Regions from separate parts of the Sus scrofa genome. Here region 1 is linked to region 2. A link is a contact called in public HiChIP or PLAC-seq data. All regions are on one chromosome and are shown on one strand. Each heading gives the region's core, a stretch centred on a gene start, on an enhancer-like site or on the middle of the called end of the contact. The rest is flanking DNA. Distances are from core to core; before and after follow the strand shown.

Region 1 (2,700 bases), core at 168-2,667, 120 kb after region 2:
CCCTGGCCCCAGGACTCAGACCCACTGGACAGACAGGCAGCTAAGTAAGGGAATTGCATATATCTCATGGGTGGCCTTGGACTGGTCAGGCACTATGAGAGGCACTTATGGGGTGCCCTAGACCTTCCCAGGTCTCTCTGTCTGTCACTCACAGCCCCTGAACATGACCTCAGCCAGCAACCAATTGTCCTCTCAAAGACTATGTTCAGAGTTCCTGTTGTGGCTCAGCGGGTTAACAACCCTGGGATGGGGTTCGATCCCAGACCTCACTCAGTGGGTTAAGGATATGGCATTGCCACAAGCTGTAGTGTAAGTCGCAGGTGGGGCTGGGATCTGGTGTTGCTGTGGCTGTGGTATAGGCGGGCAGCTGCAGCTCCAATTTGACCCCTGGCCTGGGAACTTCCGTATGCCACAGGTGCGTCCATAAAAAAGAAAGGAAAAAAAAAAAAAGGCTATGTTCAGGACTCGAGGTTGTCAGATCCCTTACCACCCCAAGTCCTGGGGCTCCTGGAGGTGCTGGTTAATTTGCGTTTTATTTGCATCTTGCCCTAAGCGCTTGGTGAACGTCCCGCTCTTGCCGGCCGTCAGGGGGCGCAAGAGGCAAAGCCTTGGCCCAGCACTTTACCTCCAGACAGTCGTTGCCCGCTGTTCTGGCTGATTCTGGAGGGTGCATTGTAACCCTCTGCCTTGTTTCACCTCTTAAGTCCTTGCTCCCATTTTTCAGAAAGTGAACTAAGGCTCCACAATGTCAGTTTACCCAGCAGACCTTGCATCTGCCCCCACATGCTGGCAGCCTTACCCATTCCCTGGAGTATGGGAGAGTGGGCATTCCCAGACCTGGCTCACTAGGACTTGCTCCCAGAAATAGATTGGCAGCTGGGAGCTCCCTGTGCTATAGGACATTCAAGTAGGAAGACTAGCACTACTTGAATGAGGTGAGGGTAACCTGGAAGGGATCCCTTGGTCAAGTGTGGGACCTCCCTCCCAGTTTCCTTCAAATCTGTGGATGGAATAAAAGGAGGACCGCGAAGGTAATGACTTGCCTCAGGTTGGTCCACAGTGGTCAGGACGGGACTCAGATTTGAGTTTTGGCTTTTTGTTCTTAGCCCTGACCCAAGTCTTTTTTTTTTTTTTTTCCTTTTTAGGGCCATACCTGCGGCATATGGAAGTTGCTAGGCTAGGGGTCAAATCAGAGCTACAGCTGCCAGCCTACACAACAGCCACAGCAACAGTATCCAAGCCGCGTCTGTTACCTACACCACAGCTCACTGCAATGCCAGATCCTTGACCCACTGAACGAGGCTGGGGATCAAATCTACATCCTCATAGATACTAGTCAGGTTTGTTAACTACTGAGCCACGACGGGAACCTCTTGTTTTTGTTTTAATAAAAATATCCCTTTAACTTTTTTTTTTTTTTTTTTTTTTTGCCACATTCATGGCATGTGGAAGTTCCCAGGCCAGGGATCGAACCCATGCCACTGCTGTAAGCAGGGCTACAGCAGTAACAAGGCCAGATCCTTAACCCACTGAGCCACGAGGGAACTCCACAAGTCTTGGTTTTTTGTTTCAGGCCTTCTCTGTATTCTCAAAGGGTCCTGCTCCTGGGAAGTCCCTTCTGAACCCTGCCTCATCCCCCAGCAAGGCCACTGGATGCCCCAAGATTGGTCCCCATGCCCCTACACTACTCAGACCCTCTCCAGGACTCCAGTTCTTCAAGAACCCCATGGAGACACTCCTTTGGTGCCAAAATATATGGCCCAGCCACATGGCCCAGCCCCAAGCAGATCCCAGGCTCTGGGAGAGGGAGCTGGACACAAACATCCCTGGGCCAGAGCTGAGGTGGAAAGAGGGATGGGGGTATCAGAATACCAAATGGGAGGGGGTAAGGAAGGCTTTTGGAGGAGGAGGGAGTATTGGAGGTGGAACTTGAAATGCTCCCTCCCCCATAGGAAGGGATACTATTGTCCTCCCTTTTCACATGAGCAGACAGGCTCAGAGGGGTGAAGTGACTGGCCTGAGGTTGCACAGCAAGTGGGAAGTAGAACTGGGATGGGAACCTAGGGCTCTTGAACTCTGAACCTCTACCCACTGGATCACACTCTCTGCCATGGCGGGTCCTTCAAAGCCCTCGCCTGCTAACATTCTGGGAGAAGATCCGGAAGAGGGAGGCTTGCGGGGAGCAGTTTCTTTCTTTTTTTATTTTTTGGCCACACCCATGTCATAGAGAAGTTCCCAGGCCAGGGATTGAATCCAAGCTGCAGCTGTGACCTATGCCACAGCTGCAGCGGTGCCAGATCCTTAACCCACTGCACTAGGCCAGGGATCGAACTATCACCTCCACAGAGACAAGCCAGATCCTTAACTCACTGCATCACAGTGGGAACTCTGGTGAACAGCTTCTTTACCTCCTCATCTTCCCACCCCTGCCTCTACCTGCTCCTACCTTCCCCATCTTCCAGGCCCCCTTCCCAGATGTCCCTCTCTGGCCTTTTCTACTCTCTTCTCCCCTAGTCTCCCTAGATCTAGTCTCCTTTTCAACCCTCCAGCCTCTTACTCCAGCAACTAAGGGTGTATGAGAAGACTGAGGACAAGGCTCTTGATTGCCTCAGTAGGGGTTGGGGGTCCACATGGGGTAACACAGCCAGTGATGGGGGAGGGCATAGGTCAAGACAGGGGTAAAGGCAAAAATGAGGAGCT
Region 2 (2,700 bases), core at 33-2,532:
TCTGCAAAACAAAGATCTGATTATTCTCCTGAAGGCAACTTGTTACTAATTATAGGTGGTTTCAGATTTATCTCAGATGAAGAAATTTCTCTGAATTGAAGTTAATTCTATTCAAGAAATCTCTCCTTTAAGCAGAATAAAACTGGGTAAATGTTAAATGGAGACATGAACTGACAGGAGCTAAGAAGTGTTGCTGTGGGAAGAAACCACAGCCAGAAAGGGCAGAATGACAGCCACTTTTCCACATTCTTTGAGGTACCAAGATCCCAAAAATCAACATGGGGAGATGGGGCCTGCTCTCTGAAGGGGATGGACTAGTGAATGGTGGGGAAAAGAGGAGTCACCAGTGGATATGGCAAAAGCAGGAGGCCCCAGCCCTGGAATCAAGACATCCCTCCCTCAGTTTTGCCTCCTTCTAGGACTTCAAATGAGCAACTCTAGGCTCTGAGCCTCTGCCTCCCACCTATGACTCTCCTCATCAATGATGTGGGGCACAATAACCTCCAGACCCTTCTCAGACATGCGTGTCCTGAGAGAGGATGCCTTCCTAGATTTCTTCAGAGACCTAACTTCAGACTCTCAAGGGATGCCTGGACTGTCACCTGGACCTGAGTCACCTCAGAAGGGCCGGCCTGGAGGCATCCCCATAGGTGCTATCTTGAAAACCTTAAGAATTTGGGGACCCTGTTGCTTCTAAAAGAGACAGCTGTCGGAGTACTCGGAGCAGGGTCCTAGGCCTCTGCCTGTCACCAGACACTTTAAGTAAGGTACGGGACGAGGCCCTCGGGTCCCCTGAGAGGCTGACGTCTTCGGGGTCTTGCTGCTTGTGCGGAAGTCACGCCTCAGGCCCCCGAGAAGTGACCCAGGCGTCCCCGCACGCCAGGGTCGCGACCCGTCAGCCCAAGCACGGAAAGGAGCCCCGCGCCTCCTCCCTCGCGGCCCGGCCCGCGCTCACCGCCTTCTCTAGGTGGCTGCGCGCCTGCTCGCTGTTCTTGGTGTGGTGGTAGAGCACAGAGCCGAGCTGCAGGTGCGTCCGGGCCTCGATGCGCTGCGGCGGCTTGAAGGGGAACACGGCCTGCAGGCAGTGAACACACAGGCGGATCTTAGGCGGACTGGAAGTGCGGAAGTGCTCGGCGAAGCCCAGAAGAGCCAGGTACCACGACTCGGCCGCTTCGGCCTGCGCTGCCTGGGCTGCCGCCGCCTGGGCCGCCGCAGCCGCCTGAGCCGCCATTTTGGCTCCACAACAACAAGCCGCCGCCACAGGGAGGCGGAAGCAGGCGCGTGGGGCGGGGCCGGGCGCTCCTCGCGTCTCTCGCGAGAGCCGCTGTACAAAGCAACCTGGAACATGTAGTTTGTATTTGGAGTGGCCGTGGCTCCGAGAAAGTCTGAGAAAAGGCGACACCTTCTGTTCCTCAGGACTGAGACCGGAGTGTGTCTATGGACTGAAGTTTGCATTCCTGGCGGGAAAACCCTCAGGTGTCCAAGGAATGGCAGGGCATGGCTTGCCGATATGGACTACATCTCCCATCAGGCAATGCGCACTATAACTGGCCCCCCTCCGGTGGCGCCCGAGCATTGTGGGATTGGATGAGTCTCAAGATGGACAACCGGGATGTTGCAGGTAACAGCCCCCGCCTCCCCTCAGGCGTTCGCCTGAATCCTCCGGCTACGCGTCTTAGCTTCGCCCTCCTCTCCGGCCTGCTAAACTCACTGGCCTTTAGCCTCAGCATGTAGACAGCCGGAAGCGGCGGCTTCTGCACCACCCCCGTCTGCCGAGATCCAAGACCTAGTTGCTACCTACCCCCACCCCCACCCCCGCTGATTTGCTGAGAACGCCGGCTTTCCTTAAAAGCCGTCACCGGGATCTGCCCTGTGCCGCTTTTCCGATATAACCACCCTCAGGGCTGCTGCAAGCTCAGCTCCCCGAGCCAGCGGCAACCTTGGATTGTCCTGCTCCTCTCTCTTAGCAGCTCCCGCCTGGCCTGTATCCCACTTTCTGAAGAAGCTGCCTGAACACTTTCGTGCATCTTTCGAGCCCCCAGTTTACCACAAGCCTTGTCTTTCCTTGTCTACCCACCTAGACTGAGGTGCATTCAGCAGATATTCATTGTACTAGGCACTGTACTAGGTAGAGAGGATGCAATGGTAACCAAAACAGGGCCTTGCCTTCCTGAAGGTTACTTTCTCTTGGGGCGTCGGACAATGCACCAAAGAAGAAATATTTACAGAGACTGAATTATGATGATGTGAGGCAGTGGAGGTGGAGGCTGCTGATATGGGTAGTCAAGGAAACCTTTCTGAGTAGAAGATAATTAAAATAAGAAGATGCCAGTTGTAGGAGGACCTGCAGGGTAGAGGGAGACAGCAAGTGCCAAGGCTTCCAGGGCTTGCTATTTAATGAGTGTCAGGGGGAGTTCCTGTTGTGGCTCAGTGGGTTAAGAATCTGATGTTGTCTCCCTGAGAATGCAGGTTAGATCCCCGCCCTTGCTCCGTGGGCTCCAGTGCTGCTGCACTGTAGGTCACAGATGCAGCTAGGATCCCATGTGGCTGTGGCTGTGGTGTGGGTCAACAGCTGCAGCTCGGATTTGACCCTTAGCCCAGGAACTTCCATGCACTGCAGGTGCAGCCCTAAAAAAAAAAAAAAAAAAAAAAGTGTTAGGAATGAAGTGGAAGTGGGGAGGGGAGCCATCTCTGATAGGG

The links. HiChIP or PLAC-seq counts read pairs in DNA pulled down with a chosen protein or histone mark.
Region 1: a contact with region 2 is called in an H3K27ac HiChIP or PLAC-seq map of alveolar macrophages. The contact joins the promoter of MEF2B here to the promoter of MAU2 in region 2. A contact is called at or near these places in 1 of 5 promoter capture datasets (fetal liver), 3 of 47 Hi-C or Micro-C datasets (fetal heart ventricle, liver and skeletal muscle) and 1 of 2 datasets of contacts at active chromatin or transcription factors (alveolar macrophages).

The regions. Positions count from the first base shown.
Region 1 is chr2:58,697,756-58,700,455 of Sscrofa11.1, forward strand. MEF2B (myocyte-specific enhancer factor 2B) reads left to right here and starts at 1,418. Exons shown (of 9, transcript XM_021083441.1): 1 at 1,418-2,700.
Region 2 is chr2:58,572,966-58,575,665 of Sscrofa11.1, forward strand. It overlaps MAU2 (MAU2 chromatid cohesion factor homolog), which reads right to left and starts at 1,283. Exons shown (of 19, transcript XM_021083430.1): 1 at 956-1,283. The coding sequence starts at 1,231. It overlaps SUGP1 (SURP and G-patch domain-containing protein 1), which reads left to right and starts at 1,469. Exons shown (of 15, transcript XM_021083429.1): 1 at 1,469-1,621. The coding sequence starts at 1,498.